Linked DNA regions of Mus musculus: all the other regions are linked to region 1. Evidence: chromatin contacts called from public Hi-C data. All regions are on one chromosome and are shown on one strand. Each heading gives the region's core, a stretch centred on a gene start, on an enhancer-like site or on the middle of the called end of the contact. The rest is flanking DNA. Distances are from core to core; before and after follow the strand shown.

Region 1 (2,589 bases), core at 59-2,558:
GACTGATTTCCCATTCCAGAGTAAGTCATCTGGTGGGGTCGTCCCTCTTTAAAACACAACCCGAAGTCCACAGCACTGGAAGACACTGAGACACATGGGGTGGGTGGGGACTGGGTTTAGAGTTCAGAGGACACTCAGGCAAGTTTGGGGAGCCAATGGCTATAATATCTGCAGTTAGCAAAGTGACTCAGGTGTTTGCGAACCTTGTCCACAGCTTTTCAAACATCTGAGGCTCCAGGCACAAGGAAAGACCTGGGATTCCGGCCCCACCCTCCCTCGGAGACCTGCAGGGGATGGACCAAGCAGCCTGTTTTGAACACATGCGCTCCAGGTGGCCGGTCCACGGTTCAGTCCGTGGCCCGTACTTTGGGGAACAAAGGCACATGGAGATAGCAATAGCTTATAGGATGTCAGGAAAATAGCAGAACCTCAAACTCACTGCAAGTCACCCCCAGCCAGGTCTTTCACACCCATATCATCCCCTACCCTGAGTGCCAGGATGGCTCTGCAAACCTGTCCGCGAGCCCCTCAGGGATGCTCCAACCTGAGCCACTGAAGCAGAAGTTTCCCTACCAGTTGGCCTGGATCACCCCACTTTCTCCTCTCCTCTGCGCCCCAAACTCCACCCGGCGGGGCAGGGGAGGTGGTGACAGTCTCCTCGCCGCGTGGCCTCCCCTGGTCTTGCCTCCCCTGGGGTACTGCAAGAGTTCCAGGCGGCTCCCGACCTGACACGCCGACTGGGCTGGCGGGGACAGGCATGCAAGGTGCGCCGTCACCCCGATCCCGGGGCCTGCTGGCTCTGTCCGGGCCAGGCCCCAGCTGCGTCTGTTCAGTACTTACTTTGCATCGATCCAGAAAAGGTGTCTCCTTCCACGCTCGCGTTCATGGCCCCAGACCTTGGGGCGCCGCTCCCGGAGCCCCACGGCTCGCTCTACATTATGCAAAGACTTTTCTCCTGCATATTTCCCGCACCAGCCAGTCTTCTCCCAACTCTGTGAGGCGGGGACGGATGTACAACCAGCGCCACTTCCGCTGCCTAGAGGGCGCTGGCCCCTTGCACCCAGCCCGACTCCCAGGCGGTGCTCTCCCGAGGAACCGGGAAAGGTCGTGGAGTCTAAGACCCGAGTACACCGATCCCTCCACCCTATCCCAGGCATGCCAGGGACTCTGTGGTCGCCTTGCGCCTTTGCATCTTGCCCTCCTGGAGACGCTCATTCCTTCGCAGATGCCAGGAGGATGCGCTGCCGGCCTGGGAGAGTGGAGCCCCAAATCCCGGGGTGCTCCCCTAGGGCAGATCCGGCAGCGTAACACCGGGGCGGGGCCTTTGCCCTGCTGCTGGGTTGAGCCGGTGAGATGGCTCAGCAGGGGTAGGGCACACGTCACCAAGCCTGGTTTCCTGCCAGCCAGCTCACATGGTGGAAACAGACTCAAGCATCTGCATGTACAATATAAGTAACTTAAAAAAAAAAAAAAAAGAGATTAGTGTGTAGTAGATGGGAGAATTCATTGGGGCTCTGCTCCACGGGGGCTTCAGTATTTCACGCAGCATGGAGGGTTTGTTAGAATTGCTTGGGGATGGTGAACTGGAAAGAAGGCATAGTGGCTAAGAGTCTGTGCTGCTCTTGCAACGAATCCCAGCGCCCACATTAGGTGACTCACAACTATTTGCAACTCTTCCCCGAGAATCCTGCACTGAAGAACTGACCTTAGCTCTAACCTTGAGCTTACCCAGAAGGTTCCACAGCCCCTTTTTATTTCCTGTTATGATCTAAGCCACAAAGTCACTCCAAGGGTCAGACTCTGAGAGGTTTATTGGGGAGGGGCTTAGAGTGGCTGCCTCTGGGAAGGGTGGAGGTGAGCAAGGGCGTTGATCAAAAAGAGGCGGGAAGAAAGTCCGCCTTTTAGGGACTATAGCACATGCGCAGGGGAGGAATGTGGCTCAACTTGGCTCCTACTGATGACGTAATTGCCGTCTCAGGGTCCCTGGGTAGGTTGTGGAAGATGTCTAGTAACTACCATCCCTCCCTTTCGTTCAATATAAAAGAGGAGGAACTAAGAAGGGGTGATGTTGAGGCCGGAGAGCAATTTGGACTATTTCCTGTTGTCCGGGGTTGTCGCATGTTCGGGCATTGCTGATCCTCACCATCAGGGCACACTCCGTAACCATGAGACTCAGGCTTTGTGGCTAGCAGCCCGTAGTCCCGTAACAGTAAATTAGTTGTTTGATTAGAGAGTTTTTTGAGTTTGTTGTTGAAGAAATGCCAGAGGAGAAGAAATTGATAAAAGAGGGTTCGATGACAGCCAGGAGGGGCAAGATTTGAACTGCCCTTTCATCATGTCTGGCAGCTATTGCGTGCAACAGGAATTGGTAAGAGCTCTTCTCCGTGTGTCACCCCCAACTTGGGGAAGAGAAATATTAGCATGCAAACTCCTGACCAACTAGGGTGGTAGGCCAGAGTGCCACAAAGAATCGAGGGGATATGAACGGGCAGGCACTGGGGCTGAGATGAGGTAGCAAGGTTACGGTTTTGTTGCAGTCTAGGGAACGTGTCCCAGGTGCCATAAGACAGTTTGTCACACCAAAGAGGA
Region 2 (2,589 bases), core at 37-2,536, 4.1 Mb after region 1:
TCTGCTCTGTGTGAAGGGGACTAGACTGACTGGGGCTGAACCTGCCCAGAGGCTGCCTGCCTTACTGTCCGCCTTGACCAGTGGGGCCAGGCCAGTTTTAGCCCCACTAAAAGCTGTAGGTCTTCAGGTCCCAGTGTGATAACCAGGAATGGGGACATGAGGGACGCAGGATCAGGGCTGCTTCCTGGCCCGGAGGCTAAAGCATCGTGCCTGCTTCTGTGCTGAAATTCCCATTTTCTTCTTTCTATTTTATGGTTTCCCATCATACAGGCTAGCTTCTGACTTTCTGTGTAGCAGGGTATGGACCCGGAACCCTCCCACCCTCCCAACTCCTCAGTATTAGGATCACCGGTGTATTCCACTCGGCTGTTTGAAATTTCTGTCTCTAACAAGGGCCCCACGTTTGCATTTGCGCTGGTGGGGAAGAGTTCTGCAGACTGGCATCATGGTCCCAGCCTTGGCCCACGTTCTACACAGGCCATGTCATGCCTTCTGCTTGTTCTCCTGCTAAGGGTGACCCCACAGGCGGTCCCATGTCAGTGACATGGGAGCCCAGCCGCCTTTGTTCTTCCTCACAGTAGAAAGTAGAAAGTAGAAAGCTCTTAGCTTTCTACAAGACTGTAAAAGGTGTATTCACTATCGATTAGCCCTCATTTTCACAGACTACCTAGTGTCCCGGGGTATGCCATTGTTGAAGTCCCAGCAGAGAATCCCTGACACCACAGGACCGCCAAAGTACGTGTGATGTATTATGGTGTGCGTGTGAATTATTTTTATAAACATGGCAAATTCACTTTGCCCTTTATTTTTATTTTTTATTTTTTGGAGACAGGGTATGATTTAGTCCAGCTGGCCTCAAACTTAGTATATAGCCAAGGGTGGCCTTGAACTGACTCTCTTTCTTGAGTGTTGGGTTTACAGGTGTGTGTCACCAGCCAGGTTTTTGTGATGGGGAGATCAAACCACAAGGGTTCGCGAATGAGTAGCTGAGGCACTCCTTCGGACCTTTTTTTTTTTTTTTTTCGGACCTTTTAACAAGTACGTTTGCACCCCTAGTCGCTCGGGTGTAAACCACTGAATCAAGCAACGCTTGGAATATACCGGACCGTGCGCCCCGCGAGACAGACAAGCTGATACCGGCGAGCACCTAGGGGCTAAGTCACCTCATTCGCCGGACCCGCGTCCTGGCACGCGGGACGTACTTAGAACTACAATTCCCGGCGGCCCCCGCTTCCAAAGGCGTGTCTTAAACGAGAGGGGCGTGACCGCGGGGCGTGGCCGGCTACAAAGGCGGCCGGCAGCTCGCAGGGCGCGGAGTAGACGCTTCGCGGCGGACGGAGAAGCGGCGCGGGACAGCGTGGGGAACTCGGATTCGGCCTGGGACACCCCCGCATGCGCCGGCCGGCTCGGTAGCGGCGGCCCCGATGCTGCTGCAGCCCGCGTGCTCCCCGAGTGTGTTTCCGCGGCCGTCCGCCGCCCCCAGCGCCATGCACGGCTCACAGAAGGACACCACGTTCACCAAGATCTTCGTGGGCGGCCTGCCCTACCACACCACCGACGCATCGCTCAGAAAGTACTTCGAGGGCTTCGGAGACATCGAGGAGGCCGTGGTCATCACCGACCGCCAGACCGGCAAGTCCCGCGGCTACGGCTTCGTGAGTGCCCGCGGCGCGCGCACCTGCCGCCGCCCCTCCCCCACCGCCTCCCAGACCCGCCGCGCGCAGCCGGGACTCCGGGGCTTCCCGGGGCCGTCGGCCCTTCCCCCACACTTTCCAGCTGCCCCAAAGAAGCGTAAGCTGTTAGCGCCAGCGACTTGAAGACGGTTTCCCACTTCCTTCCACTCTAGTGTCCCCAAACTAATTCTCTGAGAAAGTTAACGGTACTTACTGATGGCCTGGACAGCGGGGGGGTGGGGAGGACTCCCCTTGAGGTTCCCTTTACTCCACTTCCTAGGGGATTGTCGCTGTCCTTGAAGGCACTCCGCACTTGAACTTTGGGGAAGGAGCTGCAGCCCTGGAGGCAGAGAAGACAGTGCCCCAAGGGTCCTAAATACCAGATACTCTTCTGGGAGGAAAGACCCAGAGATGGCCCGATGCCCGGGCAAAACCCCCTTCCCTTCTCTGCCTTGTTTTCCTCAGCCAGCCACCAAAGCCCCTGACCCTCTGTGTTCCTGCAGGTGACCATGGCAGATCGGGCAGCGGCTGATAGGGCTTGCAAAGACCCTAACCCTATCATCGATGGTCGCAAGGCCAATGTGAACCTGGCCTACCTGGGTGCCAAGCCTAGGAGCTTACAGACGGGTAAGAGCTTTGAGTTTTCTTTCCAGCCCTCCTTGTTTCTATATTCAGCTTTGGTATCTGTCTGATGGAAAAACGCTGCCCCCGCTCCCCCTTTGTCCCCGAGTGGCAGCCAGCAATCATGTGCCTGCAGAGGCAGCCCAGGGCAACCACCCCTGGCTTGGGAGCTTGCTCCTCTTTCTCGGCAGTTTATGGTCCCAGGGATAATGATTTTTTTTTTCCAAAGTCTCCTACTCTTGGGGAGGGAAGAAGTCAGATGCCGACCAGGCAGGGGATCATCCCGAAAAGCTGG
Region 3 (2,589 bases), core at 38-2,537, 3.5 Mb after region 1:
ACTGTTAAGACACCTACGTGTGACTCTCTCCCTTGAAAGAGCCATCGACAAGTTGAGGGTGTTTAGTGTCATAAAGCTGAAGGCACAGTAAGTCACTTCTTAGGCCTGCAACCACCTAGGATCCCAGGAGCATTGGAGTCCCAGAGGACACAGCACTCCCCTAAGTGAGGGTGAAAAGGCAGAAAAGATGGTCATCTGAGACTATCTGGTCACTTTAAGCAGTGTGGGCTTCAGAATGGCCACCTTGCAGGACTGGTGTAGACACAGAAATGAAGGAGGCCATACTTATCCCAGGACTGCTCACTTATGCATACCATTTGCCCCTGTTGTTCCTCTGGGCCTACAGCTCATGTTAGTACCCCAAAGGCAGACTAGGGGGTCACTGAACCCCTTATTTGTTCTCTTCCCAATATGATCACCCTCCCCTTTCTCTGTCTGCACTAATCTCTGTAGCTGGTACAATGGGATGAGTGGCTACTCTAAGCTTGTTGGAGACACTGTAGCCCTAGCTTCTGCCCAAAATACATCTGGATACAGGGTGGAGAGGCGCTCAGTGGCTAAGAATGCTTGCTGTTCTTTGAGTAAGCACAGGATGGATTCCCAGAACCCCAGCAGCTCACAACCATATCAACTCCAGTCCCAGGAAGATAGAACACCCTCTTCAGGCCTCGACAGGCATCTGCAGTTAGGTAGCGCACAAGCAGGCCCACCCACCACGTCTTTTTTTTTTTTTTTTTTTTAATTTTATGTATTTGAGTACACTGTAGCTGTCTTCAAACACACCAGAAGAGGGCATCAGATATCATTATAGATGGTTGTGAGCCACCATGTGGTTGCTGGGAATGGAACTCAGAACTTCTGAAGAGCAGTCAGTGATCTTAACCACTGAGCCATCCCTCTAGCACCCACAACGTCTTTTCTTTTCTAAGTCTGGATTTAAAATACATGAGAGGTAGCTGAGAAGACAGATTCCGGCCATCTCCTCCTTAGACTTACAGCACTACTGGTCTGCAAAAATGCCAGAGACGCAGACCTCGGGACAACCCCGACAAATGTTCTCCCGTCCTCCCTCAGGCCCAAGCTTACGGAACCACAGAGGAAAAAACAGGGACCGCCCACGACCGGAAGTGGACGCACTCCAAGGATGCTCCAGCACGTCGCCCTGAAACCACGCCCAACTCCCGGACAAGATTTTCAAGACAATTGGTGTGGACCAAGGCCTCGCGCGGCGACCCCGCCCCTTTCGCGGCGCGCTGGTTGTGTGCGTCATCAAGGAGCGCCGGAAGTAGGTAGGGTTTCGCCAGAGACCCCGGAAGCGACGGCTTCTCGTCTTTGCTAAGGCTTCTGGTTTTTGCTACGGTTTCTGATTTCGGCTTTGGGATGGGTTGCGACGGAGGCACCATCCCCAAGAGGCACGAGCTGGTGAAGGGGCCGAAGAAGGTCGAGAAGGTCAGTGGGGACTGCGGGCTGCGGGGCTCGGGATGAACGGTGGTCACAGCGCTTGTGGAGGGTTTACTGTTTGCAGGCACTGAACAGTACGGTTAGACTGGGATCCTCCCCACAGACGCTGTGTTGATTTGAAACATTAACGTTGAACGGGACGGAGACTGGAGAGCTAGTTAGTGGCCCAGCCAGGACTGGAACGTATCTGTAGCTAGCGACGATCACGGTGATAGATGCTATTTATGGACTTTGTGTGTTTTTGTGAAAGGCTCTCACAGTGTGGCCCTGGCTGGCTGGGACTCCCACCTCTGCCTGCTGAGCACTGGGATTAAAGGTGTTGGCCAACAGGCCTTGGTATTTGAATAATACTTTTTTTAAAAATGTTTTGTGTGTGAGTGTGGTATCCAAGGAGGCCAGAAGAAAGCATCGGACGCCCGGGAGCTAGAGCTACAGGTTTTTGTGAGCCATTAATCTTGGCTGTTAGAACCAAACGCGGATCCTTTGGAAGAGCAGTACACAGGCTTAACCACGGAGCCATCTCTCCAGCCTGAGCTTTGTGTATTAAAGTCTCCCCAAACCATTCCCCTTTGTGAAGTCACACCCTTCTTAAACTAATTATCAGCTCTTAGCACTCTGAATTGGTGGTTGAGCCCAGCTGATGGTCACGTGACTGCAAGCTCCTCCTGGTGAACTCTGTGCACTGTTTTTCTTCCAGAACTAGCACAGTTTCTGCCACAGTGAATATTTTTGAATAAATGCGTGGGCATTCTGTAAATCTTACAAGACATTGAGCAAAGTGTGTACTTAATGGATGGGAAATTGAATGCCGCAAAGTTAGTTAACACCACTGACGTGGCCTAGAGTCATGAACCACTGTCCCCATCCATTTATGTGCATTTCAAAGCTAGTGTTGATGATGACTGTTTAATAATAGAAGGCACAGAATGCCCCCGATACAGTTCCCAGCACGGGGAGAGAATGCCCCCGATACAGTTCCCAGCACGGGGAGGATCATGTTTCCTGATCCAACATTCAGAGAACTTTGGGATGGGAGGTGAATCCCATCCAGTGTTGTACTTAAGACACTGCATAACTTCCTGACACATCCCTAATAAACTCCATTGGGTCCTGTGTGAACAAACCTCT
Region 4 (2,589 bases), core at 29-2,528, 3.4 Mb after region 1:
ACTGAACTACATCCCCAGACAGGCTCTCACTTATTAGCTGTGGCTGGCCTTAAATCGAAGGCTAACCTCCTGCCTCAGACTGCTGATGTAAGCAACCACACATTTAGGTGTGTGTGTGTGTGTGTGTGTGTGTGTGTGTGTGTGTGTGGTGGGGATGGAGGTGTTGAGGTAGGGACGTATGTGGATGTAATTTAGGCTGGTTTTTCGGACCTACTGTGTAGCTGAGGATGACCTTTGACTTGATCCTGCCTCCACCACCTTACTGTTGGAATAAACAGCGGCGGCCACCACGAAGGCAGTGTTCAATCCTAAAACTTCTGGAATATTCTACAAACTGAGCTTTAGCGGGTCTGCGCTTTGAAACAGACCCTCAAGTAGTCCCGACATAAACTGCTCAGAAGGCTGCGGGAAGAGCAGCACCAGTCCTGGGCACTCTACGAGGGAACTCCCGTTCATCCACAGACTCGTCGAGTCGACTTAGACTCTGATTCTCCACCCGAAGCAGTCCCCAATAAGCCGCAGTTCCCGCATCCACCATCGGTTTGCAAATTACTCGGTTAGCTGATGGTCTGGATCCCCATTCCCACAAGAACCTAAAACCAAGCCGGGAAATCTTAAACGTCTGGACCTTTCTTAAACAGAATGCAAACCCACTGAGACAGTCCATTACCCCGACGCCACACAGCCTTCCCTATCCGTTTGCAGCATCCAGGCTCGCCCTCAACAGCCATGTCCCTTTCCAACTCACAGGCAGGAACCTGCTCCCGACCGAAGCCTCCAAGCGATCCCGGTAGCTCAGCCGTTACAATTCAAAGGTTCTCCTTTTAAAATAGGAGTCAAACCCTCTACTCCAAGAGCTGATTGGCTAGAGCCGGAGCAATGCCGTTCTGTGATTGGCTCACCGTAAACGCGACTATGGGAAGCTCGTTCCCTGCCGTAGCTGGGCGCAGGCGCACTGAGCTGTCGGAGCCCGGAAGTGGTGCACCAACGGCCCGTCCGATCTGCGGCCGTTCTATCGCCCGCCGTGCTCCCCAGGATCAGGCGTTCGCCAGTCACACACAGCCCTTTGGATTCAAGGCAGTCGCGGAGGTGATTAGTTCGGAGACGGTGAATGAGCGTCTCGAACGTGCCAGTGAGTAAGATGGCGAGAAGGGCAGACTTGCGAGGGAGCAGGGATGCTCGGCGCTCGGCTGCATGCCCTTTGCACGTGCGCACTGGGTGTGCACTCCGAGCGATCGATCGGGCACGATTCGCTCCTCCATTTTTCTAGAAGAGAGCGGGAGACCGAGACCCTGATCTGCGGGTACGGGGTCAAGGGGGCGTAAGGAAGCGGGCTAGTGTGGTTGGCTAGGGTCTGTAGTGGATCACGTGAAGGACCGGGGCTAACGGAGAGGATGGCAGGAGGCCGCTCGCCCCAAGTCCGTGTCCTAGAGTTGGCCGGCCCGGCCTGCACCCCGGCTCTCAAAGGGCCTCGGTCCCGGTGGGTCCAAGCCGGAATTCCGCCCTGAGCAGAAGTGGTCGCGCGGCTTCGCTTTGGGCCCCCTGCATTCCCCGGTGTTAGCTTTCCGGGGGCGAGCTCCTCCGGTCTCGTGCCTCGGTGTCCCCTCCGGGAAGGATATAAGTTATCTGTGTCCCATTGGAAGTTAAGCGGGGAGTTAAGTAAAGGCTCAACCTCCTTCTCCCACCCCCGTTTTCTTTAAATGTCGTGATACAACCCCAGATGTTTCCTGACAGGAGTAAAGATGATAGGTCAAATGGTTAAGTTCTGGGCTCTGGAGTGTGCAGGCTCCCCCTCAACTTTGAGGGGAAGGGGAGGGCTTAACTTGAACGGGTGCCCTAGATTCTTAGAACACATTTCACCCTCTGTTGTGTCCCAATATCTTATGCAGGGGTAGATTTGTATTCATTTCTTTCTTTTTAAAAAAAAACTTATTTAGCTTTATTTTACATGCATTGGTGTCTAGGTGGCAGGCCCCTTGGAACTGGAGTTAGAGACAGTTGTAAGCCGCCATGGGAATTGAACCCAGGTCCTTTGGAAGAGCAGACAGTGCTCTTAACCACTGAGCCATCTTTCCAGCCCCCATTTCTTTCTAATGAACACGAATATATTGAATAGCTTCGTTTAGTGATTGGATGCTAATTAGGTGCTTGGCACCGCATCTGCCAGTAGGACCTGCATGGTGTTATTATTGTTAAGAACTCTGGTCAGTACTATGCTGTGTGGCCTTGCTAGTCATTTGGTTTAAAACTGAGCCCGGGGTGTCTGTCAGCAAGCATTGTAACTCTTGGCTGTTTCTCCAGGCTACCTTCTTGCTTGATGTCTCCAGACTCCTATAGTCAAACATCTAACCACACACATACTTATCAAATTACCCACCCAGGTTGATTAAGAAATCAGTTTTGTTTGGAGAGCTTAGATCTTAAGAGTATAATGTGTTTGGATTTTTACATTTATTTGTTTTGATGGTAATCATTTTTTTGTTTGTGATAGGGTCCCACTATGTAGTCCTGGCTGGCCTGTGATAGGGATCTATAGACAAGGCTGGTCTCAATATCACAGGGATCTGCCTGCCTCTGCATCCCAAGTGC

What was found. Hi-C and Micro-C count contacts between places; a contact is called where the count stands out from the background.
Region 2: a Hi-C map of the G1E-ER4 cell line shows a contact between it and region 1, with 4 times the contacts expected there. The contact joins the promoter of Rbm38 here to the promoter of Zfp64 in region 1.
Region 3: a contact with region 1 is called in a Hi-C map of the G1E-ER4 cell line, with 2.8 times the contacts expected there. The contact joins the promoter of Rtf2 here to the promoter of Zfp64 in region 1. A contact is called at or near these places in 2 of 484 Hi-C or Micro-C datasets (CD4 T cells and the G1E-ER4 cell line).
Region 4: a contact with region 1 is called in a Hi-C map of B cells, with 10 read pairs. The contact joins the promoter of Cstf1 here to the promoter of Zfp64 in region 1. A contact is called at or near these places in 2 of 484 Hi-C or Micro-C datasets (B cells and the G1E-ER4 cell line).

The regions. Positions count from the first base shown.
Region 1 is chr2:168,954,279-168,956,867 of GRCm38.p6, forward strand. Zfp64 (zinc finger protein 64) reads right to left here and starts at 1,309. Exons shown (of 6, transcript NM_009564.2): 1 at 841-1,309. The coding sequence starts at 886. It overlaps Gm39993 (a long non-coding RNA gene), which reads left to right and starts at 1,805. Exons shown (of 2, transcript XR_867023.3): 1 at 1,805-2,368.
Region 2 is chr2:173,020,616-173,023,204 of GRCm38.p6, forward strand. It overlaps Rbm38 (RNA binding motif protein 38), which reads left to right and starts at 1,287. Exons shown (of 4, transcript NM_019547.2): 1 at 1,287-1,655; 2 at 2,177-2,300. The coding sequence starts at 1,425.
Region 3 is chr2:172,439,291-172,441,879 of GRCm38.p6, forward strand. Rtf2 (replication termination factor 2) reads left to right here and starts at 1,288. Exons shown (of 9, transcript NM_025542.2): 1 at 1,288-1,449. The coding sequence starts at 1,381.
Region 4 is chr2:172,369,725-172,372,313 of GRCm38.p6, forward strand. It overlaps Cstf1 (cleavage stimulation factor, 3' pre-RNA, subunit 1), which reads left to right and starts at 1,279. Exons shown (of 6, transcript NM_024199.2): 1 at 1,279-1,303. Aurka (aurora kinase A) reads right to left here and starts at 846. Exons shown (of 9, transcript NM_001291185.1): 1 at 749-846.